Linked DNA regions of Mus musculus: regions 1 and 2 are each linked to region 3. A link is a contact called in public Hi-C and promoter capture Hi-C data. All regions are on one chromosome and are shown on one strand. The core of a region is the stretch at or near the end of the contact, and the rest is flanking DNA. Distances in the headings are between cores, read along the strand shown.

Region 1 (2,700 bases), core at 100-2,599, 450 kb before region 3:
CCATATCCAGGGATCCACCCCATAATCAGCATCCAAACGCTGACACCATTGCATATACTAGCAAGATTTTATCGAAAGGACCCAGATGTAGCTGTCTCTTGTGAGACTATGCCGGGGCCTAGCAAACACAGAAGTGGATGCTCACAGTCAGCTAATGGATGGATCACAGGGCTCCCAATGGAGGAGCTAGAGAAAGTACCCAAGGAGCTAAAGGGATCTTCAACCCTATAGGTGGAACAACATTATGAACTAACCAGTACCCCTGAGCTCTTGACTCTAGCTGCATATGTATCAAAAGATGGCCTAGTCGGCCATCACTGGAAAGAGAGGCCCATTGGACACGCAGACTTTGTGTGCCCCGGTACAGGGGAACACCAGGGCCAAAGGGGGGGAGTGGGTGGGTAGGGGAGTGGGGGTGGGTGGGTAAGGGGGACTTTTGGTATAGCATTGGAAATGTAAATGAGCTAAATACCTAATAAAAAATGGAAAAAAAAAAAAAATAAAATTAGATGAATTTAACTGAAGTGAGGTAGAATGGACAGGCAGGAGGGAGACAAAAGTAAAAGAGGCCTTTGAAGAAGATGACCCCAGAGGACAGCTAGGTTAATGATGCTGGACAGACACGTCTCTGAGGGATGCAAGGTTTTGGGTGTCCTCTCTTTTGCTCAAATCTTATCTGGGGTTGTTGATTTAACCTTTTCCACAAGCTGACTCTCATTAGCCCTGCGACTCCACCATGCTTATATATTCTAACCATATCCAGTCAGCTTTCCTGCCCCATCCCCACCCCCATACTCCCACCCCCATCCCCTCTGAAGTCTCCCCATCTGGCAGGGACAGAGCCTCTGGCTGTTGCTGAGATCCAGTTATCTGGACAGTAGGTTTTTTTTTCCAGTCATGTGCAGAATCATCTTCAAGTTTCAGGTCAAAACCAGAGACAAAAGCTCACCGGATAGGAGAAGCCAAATGTTGCCTACGCGGTTGTAAACTGGGTGCTCCGCATCAGGCAGGATTTAAAGGAGCCATTTACCCTGTGCCATCACCCCAGCCTCAGACTCCAGGTAACTCTCCACATATGTTGTGGCTCAGGCTGATAAGAAACTGCTTTGTTCTTAGCCAGGACAGCACTGGAGAAATAACAGACTTCCTGAAGAACCGACTGAGAGAATGACCCAAATGCTTTCACCCCAATCTAGCCATGTGCTTAATTTAGCATCTTTAGGCTGCAATGGAGGACCATAGTCCAAGGGGCCAGAGGTGAGCTGCATTTTCTGCACTGTATGGGGTGTGGGAGGGAACAGCTTCCTTCCCACTCCGTCACCCTTGGAAACGCAGCTCAATGACCTTGCATCATAGGAATCTGCCCAGTGTGCTTTGAGGAGGCCAGGGGAGCCTGCACTTCAGCAGGGCAGCTAGATGCTTCTCTGAAATGCTAATGAGAGGGGTCTTCGGACTTGAAATGACCTGAAGCACACAGCAAGACATTGCTGCCCTCCCTGGAAGACTTCTAGGCAAAGCAGTATCCAGTGCGCCTCTACTCTCAGCAGCCAGTGGGTTCTGTTTCCTTTAGCCTGTCTCTCTCTGGCCAAATTAACCTCGTTTATCTGTTCTCTGCCTTTTACAAAATACGTGTCCACATACACATTGGCCCTCCTGCAATCCTCTCTTTCTGGAGAAAGGATGAAAGGGAGAGCGGATGTCACTAGGTAAGGAAGACTCAAGGACTGACATTTAGTAAGTGCCACTACCATAGGTCTGGTTGTTTGACCAGTGTGGTAAAGCTAAGGAAACGGAGGCTTGGAAAGATGGGTGCCCTGCCAGGTCACCTTCTTACCCACACTGAACTATCCCAGGAGTCAGAGGGACTGGCTGTAGTATTTGTCATGATTTTCAGCAAATCAAATACTTGTACTGAACCTGGTTTCTCAGTAACTAAATAAAGACCTGTGTGTGTGTGTGTGTGTGTGTGTGGTGTGTATGCACACACACATAGCACACACATACGTGGGCATGCAGGCCTTTTGTAAATGTTGTTCCTGGACCTACACCACTCCTTTCCAGGCATCTAAGCTTTGACTTCTGCCCACCTGATTTTCAGAAGTTACCACTCCCTCCTGTGACGCTGCCCACCTACCTGAGTTGGTCAGGTATTTGCTCTCAGAGCACTGATTACCACAGACATTCTCTTGCTCAGCCTCCACTTAACTGACATTCCAGATTCGCCAACAGCATTGGCTTTCTGATACCGTAACAAAATATCTGAGATAGTCAAATTAAGAAGGTAACAGGTTTTTGTGGGATCCATTTTGGAGATTTCAATTCATGGCTAAGTTGGCCTTGCTGCCTTTGGGCTTATGCAGACACATTAGGGTGGAAGCACACATAAAGCTGTTTATTTCACAGTCAGGATACAAACAAAGTGAGAGGAAGGTGTGTCCCATGGCCTCTTTTAGGACACACCCTAAAATGGGTTACAAAAGCCCTGTAACACACAAGCCTAGCATCTGTTGCTATGATAAAACGCTCTGACCAAAAGCAACATGGGAGGAAAAGATTTATTTGGCTTAGCATTCAGTCACTGAGGGAAACCAGGGCAAGAACTCAAGGCAAGAACCTGGAGCAGGAACTGTGGAGGAACATTGCTTACTGGCATGTTTCCTGACTTCCTGCCAGGCTCATACTTACCTAGCCCAGAACCAC
Region 2 (2,700 bases), core at 192-2,691, 390 kb after region 3:
GTGTGTGTGTGTGTGTGTGTGTGTGTGTGTGTGTGTGTGTCTGTGTCTGTGTCTGTGTGTGGTGTGCATGAGAACACATGTGGTGTGAGAAGGATCAAAAGGGCTAGGGCTCACCAGCAGACCAGAGCACAGGATCAGAGAGTTTCTGGGCAGGGCGGGTAGGGCAAGGTCCTGCCTGAGTCAGCCCAGAGGATGCTCCATCAGACTCCTGTCAGCCTGCACAGCTGGAGCAGCAATCCTGGTGGCACTCACTGAGGAGCCAAGAGCATCCCCAAGACTGAGTAAGTAAAGCAATGGAGGACCCCAGGGCTCGGTGGGAGCTGAAGAAGCCAGGGATACTCAGTCAGACCTGGCCTTACAGTCTGAGACAAGAGAGGAGTGGAAGAGGGGGTGTCTTCATACCTGTCTTTCCCTGTCCTCCAACCCCTGCTTGATATTTCTGTCCCTTGAACCCTGTCATCTCTAAGCCACTGCTAGAGGCTGGAAATACCAAACAGAAATTAAGGTGTGAGCCCAAGGACCCATGTGGCCAATAGCATGCACCACAGGGGTGGGTGTCAGGTGTCCGAAAGCAAGTGGCAGGTGTCTATGGTCCCAGGGGCCAGCCGGGGAGATGGAATGGGGGTCTCAGGTTCATAGATCCACAGAGGGAGGCAGGACTTGCAGGCAGCAAGGACTTAGACAAGATGCAAATCTTATTTCTACTTACAGGTGCGCCCTTGGCATATGCTGGAGAGCGATGGAATCCACAGGTCGGGCTCTCAGAAAACAGAGGTAGGAGATCATGGAAACCCTCATTAGTTCTCAGCCAACCTGACATTCTGAGGATGAGAGGCAGGACTGAGTGAGCTTTGGAGCTGGCTAAGGAGCGTCTGGGATGGGTGGGCCGCTCCCCTGACTGCCATTGCCCCTCTTTGCTTCTCTAGACTCAAGGATACTCCTGGCTTCTGGTACTTATGCCTCTCCCAGAGAACTTAAGAACCTTCCTTGCTCCCAGTCTTCTCAGGTAGCAGTGGGCCCTGTGGTTTAAGTCCCAAAGTGACCCTCAGGAGCTGGCACAATCACTACTGCCTACAATCTGGGCCTGGTGTACTTTCTAGGACATATATTCTGGGTCATGCAGCTCTTCTCCTTTCTGAGGCATCTAAGGGATACGTCAAACCATGGGTGTCTACACCAAGGGTTAGAAGGCCTTGGAGGGGGTCACTGTAACACCCGAGACCCTTTGTCATCTTTGGCCATTCCATCCCTGTGACCAACCTTAGTGAACTCTCTTAACCAGTAGCAGGGGAGTCAGGCAGCCAGACAGCCAATGTGGAATTCACCATGGCCCCAGCACTCCACTGCCACTGCCATTTCTGCCTGCTGCTCTGAGCCCCTCCCAACCCAGAGCCTGTGGAGCAGGCACCACGGGGCTCTGGTGTGTCTGTTGCTCCATGATTTATTTTTGTCTCCCTCCCAGATTTCACGGACAGGGCTGTGCAGAGTGGCTGGTACCATCTGGTACCACGTGGGGGCACTGATACCTCACAGGATCGGAAATGTGCTGGAGAGCGCTTTTCATTTTACTGTGAGAGCCAGCCACTCCTCCTGCGGCCATCCCAATCCTCCGTGAACCCTCCATCGCCCGTGCCAGGTTCTTCTTCAGAATCCTCAGCAGCCCTCTTGGTTTCCATGACCCTGGAGGTAGGTGTTTTATCCGTGTGATTTGGTGCTCAAAACAGTGTTCATAGGGATAAGAGTTGAGCCCTTCAACACAGCATTGTCAACCAAAGAAACAAAGGGCAGAAGCCGTGCTCCCTAAACAGCCTCCAGCCTCTTTTTAAACCACACCCTCTCCCTCAGTTCTGGCGGGTGGCCTGCTCTTCTAGACAGGAATCACCACCCACCTATTGGATCCCAGAAGTTCAGCCATACTTGGGTTCTACATGTTCTTGCTCTACCAGAAAGCGGCATCTCCTCCTACTTGTTGAGGTTAGTCCTCCATTTTCAGTATGCCTCTGACCTGTGGCATATCTGCCATTCTCTTAGCACAAGCTTTGAAGGTTGGAGAGCATCTTCCATCCCCAGCCAGGCTTCCAGCTCCTTGTGGATAGGAAGGATGCAGGTGCAAACTTAAGTTCAGCTCAGCCCGTTAGCTCCCAGTGGAGCACTCCCATAGTGTCACAAAAAGCTCTGTGACTTTCTGACATGATCCTCACCTTTAGCCCAGTCCTTCAAGGTCGTGACACCTGACTTCTGGCTGACCATAGCTCCTTCTACTAGTCAATCAACTACAGTGAGCTGGGGCTGGGACTGAAGCTGAGAACATGTCCGGAAGCTGGGAGAAAAGTATGTTCCAGAAGCGAAATGGAAAAAGTTGATTATCCTGGAGTCTCAGACAGAGGACAGTGAACTGGCTCTCTTGGAGTTTTGCCAGCTTGGTTGTCGGCTCTGCAAGTTCCATGCCATGTGACATGGGACTTTTCTGAGAATGGGATGGGGCTCTCATTTTGTATGCATAAACTGAGTTACAGTATCTACCAATTAAAGGGAAGTTTTAGAAAGAAAATTCAACTAGGTGATGCTTGGGCCCTTGCCACTGGGGCTGGCACAGCTTAGTCATAGCTAGGGGACAGTCACATCATTATTGCTAGTGGCTCTCTTTCACCTGGAAGCAGAGTGGAAGTCTCTGGATTGGAAAATCCAATCTGAGGCCCG
Region 3 (2,700 bases), core at 106-2,605:
GAGAATTGTCTCTTTCCAGTGAACTATAATGAATGTACAGACTCCAGGTGCCACAAGGTGAGAACATGTGATGGATGGGGACTCGGCCCTAAACAAGGCATTTATACCACCTCTGTGAAGGTTCAAGGAACACTGCAGAATAGGAAGTGGAAAAATAGAGGAACCAGATCATAGAGAGGAAGACAAAATGCCACCTTCTGACAAGACGCTGCCATTACAGCAGTAAACTCACTGCAGTGTCAGAGGTCTGCATAAGATTAGCCTCAGCAGCAGCAGAGGGAAGAGAGAAGACGACTCAGAATGACCCATGTGTCATTAAGGAACTGTTTTCTATGGGCAGATTCAGGAAAAGGGAAGTTATTTTTCAGTTGTGTGCCCACGGGTGCCCCCACCAGGCTCCAATGAGTAGTCGCAATTCAATAGTCTGGTCTAATTAAGATATAGGGTCACAAAAACAAACAAAACCAAACCAAAACAAAAAAAACCCAACGACATGAATCTAGAAAGGGGACTGGTGGAAATGCAGAGATTAGAGGGATGGGCAAGTTAGTAGGGACAGGTGCGACATAAGGTGAGACAGTAATTAGAATACATTGTAACATGAAACAGAACAAAACCAATAAAAACACACGTTTTCATGTTACTCTTTGTTCCTGTGGTCTGTTGCTCTCAGGATACAATTCATCGTAATCCAGTTTACGTCTCCGAATTCTCTGGGTGTGCCTACACCCTGTCAGAGCAACATGCAAAACGACAAGCCTAGTTGACCACAAACACTGAACTGGCAATGGCAAGCTGCACTCCAGCACTTTAGATGGCCCTTAGAAGACTCCTTCTGTTCTTTAAGTCTGTACCAGATACCGTCATTGGGTCCTCCACACTGAAGGGGCTTCTTCGCTGTGGGCTCGAACTCACCTCTCTCATCAGACACCAAAGCACACTTGGAGCTGTCAACGCAGAACTGCCCAAATAAGTCAGCTGACTTCTTGCTTTTTTTTTTTTAACCTCCAATAGATCCACTTTGGCAGATTCGGAACTCATGTTTCTCTTTCCTCAAGCGCCAAGGAAAACGCCTATCCAAGACCCCCTTTGTTCCAGTTATTTTTAAGTTAGTCATTCTAAATATTGGAGGCGTGTCGCTATTTTTATATTGTATTTTAGACTCGGTACCAAATCGCAATTGTGACGAAAGTGCAGTATCAAAACAAAAGCTAAGTCTGAGCAGACAGGATCCAGGATGGCGTGCCCGGGCCACGGTGTGTGTGCGCAGGCGCCCTCTCTTCAGCACGCAGGCGCCGCCTCAGGCAGGCGAGCGGTGATTGGCGGGCTGGCGCAGCGGGGCGTGGAGCGCGACGTCTGGTTTTCGGCGGGAATTGAAACCGCCACAGCTGCTCCCCAGCTCCAGAGCACTGCTGCTCTAGGCAGGGCACCATGGTGCGTCCTATCAGGTGAGTGGTTGGTGACGTCCCGCGGGGCAGAGAGGAAGGACGGGGACGATGGGGGCCACTGTCATGCATGGTTGCGGGAGAGGACGAGATCCGACAGAGGGCAGCGCGATTGGGTGGGTGCTCGTCGCCAGTCTCCGGTGAGAGCCACCCGCTGCTCAGAGGAGCCCGCCTGGCATCTCGCTTGCCGCCCCTCGGCCTCCTTCTGCAGCTGTCGCCCCTGAGTCACCCCACTCCAGAGGGACCTGGTAGGCTAGCATTTGAGTCGCGCTTAACGCGACAGCGAGCGACCGCGTTAAGTGGCTGTCATACGTTGAGCGATACAGAAAAAGCAGGTGTGCCTATTCCCTCAAATCCCTAGGCAGAGAGGCCCATTTAACTTCCAGCTCAAGCCGTGGTGCCCTGTCACATGACCCCCAGTTCCTATCTGCTTTCCTTTAGACTGTTGGAATCTCTCTGTGATCACAACCGGGATGCCAGGCTGGCCATCCATTTAGTAGAATGACTGAATATAGCTGAGACTATGGCCCAGTGGTCCAGTGATTGCCTAGCAGATGAGAGGCCCCCAGCTTCAAACCCCAGTCCTGCAAAACCAAACAACAATAAACTTAGTGAATTCTCCTAGGCCTGTATTGTACTAAGAGCTGGAGGCTACACTCTATTGGAAGAGGGGTGGGGAGAGATAAGGGGGAGTAACAAAATAAACACCACAATGTAACATAGGAGGAAGGAGAAAAGCCTTACTTTAAATCATATGAACGCGTTACCTAGGTAAAATGTAAGGGGCATTCACATGAAATAGGAGCCAAAGCCCAAGGTTCACCATGTTTGAGAAGCAGATTGAAGGTGTGGGATGAACAAGCATGTGGATGGATTGAGGACTGAGTCAGATAGATTACAAAGCAGTTGTAATCTATCTAAATCTATCTAAAGCAGCTTGTAGGTCTTAGGAGTTTGAATTTTATTTGAGACAAATGGGAAATCTGTAGTTTCAGTGGTGGAGGGCCTGAGATATTCTCATTTCACTTTTATAAAGGCCACCGGCTGTTGGTTGGCTCTGAGGGGGACTGGAGTGGCCAGAGCGAAAGCAGGGGGGAGGGGGGAATTGAGATGCTATCAGTTGTGTGTGACTTTGGCACTGTGTGTGTGTGTGTGTGTGTGGTGTGGAGATGGAGCAAGTAAGTTTAGGGTTTTTTTTGTTTTGTTTTAAGATTTATTTATATGAGTACACTGTAGCTGTTCCCAGATACACCAG

What was found. Promoter capture Hi-C pulls out the DNA fragments that hold promoters and counts their contacts. Hi-C and Micro-C count contacts between places; a contact is called where the count stands out from the background.
Region 1: a promoter capture Hi-C map of neural stem cells shows a contact between it and region 3. The contact joins the enhancer-like site here to the promoter of Rad51ap1 in region 3. A contact is called at or near these places in 10 of 39 promoter capture datasets (the 3T3-L1 cell line, the HPC-7 cell line, cranial neural crest and 6 more), 2 of 484 Hi-C or Micro-C datasets (LSK cells and Th2 cells), 10 of 115 datasets of contacts at active chromatin or transcription factors (the 230-238 cell line, VIP interneurons, astrocytes and 6 more) and 3 of 9 other capture datasets (embryonic stem cells, liver and pancreatic islet).
Region 2: a contact with region 3 is called in a Hi-C map of cerebellum, with 1.9 times the contacts expected there. The contact joins the enhancer-like site here to the promoter of Rad51ap1 in region 3. A contact is called at or near these places in 1 of 39 promoter capture datasets (hippocampal neurons) and 7 of 484 Hi-C or Micro-C datasets (cerebellum, cerebral cortex, cortical neurons and 3 more).

Annotation. Positions count from the first base shown.
Region 1 is chr6:127,392,745-127,395,444 of GRCm38.p6, reverse strand. No RefSeq gene overlaps it. Among named protein-coding and RNA genes, the nearest start is that of Gm34148, 54 kb to the left of the region's middle. Within about 2 kb of position 1,349, at least 40 of the 459 cell types and tissues checked have an H3K27ac peak or open chromatin away from gene starts, as enhancers often do. A contact at or near this core is called in astrocytes and neural stem cells, where this site is marked.
Region 2 is chr6:126,552,807-126,555,506 of GRCm38.p6, reverse strand. Gm33320 (a long non-coding RNA gene) reads left to right here. Exons shown (of 5, transcript XR_378037.2): 1 at 1-281; 2 at 712-774; 3 at 1,463-1,686. Among named protein-coding and RNA genes, the nearest start is that of Gm33320, 4.4 kb to the left of the region's middle. Within about 2 kb of position 1,441, at least 15 of the 459 cell types and tissues checked have an H3K27ac peak or open chromatin away from gene starts, as enhancers often do. A contact at or near this core is called in cerebellum and cerebral cortex, where this site is marked.
Region 3 is chr6:126,938,242-126,940,941 of GRCm38.p6, reverse strand. Rad51ap1 (RAD51 associated protein 1) reads left to right here and starts at 1,355. Exons shown (of 9, transcript NM_009013.4): 1 at 1,355-1,448. The coding sequence starts at 1,432. It overlaps D6Wsu163e (DNA segment, Chr 6, Wayne State University 163, expressed), which reads right to left and starts at 976. Exons shown (of 14, transcript NM_138594.3): 1 at 916-976.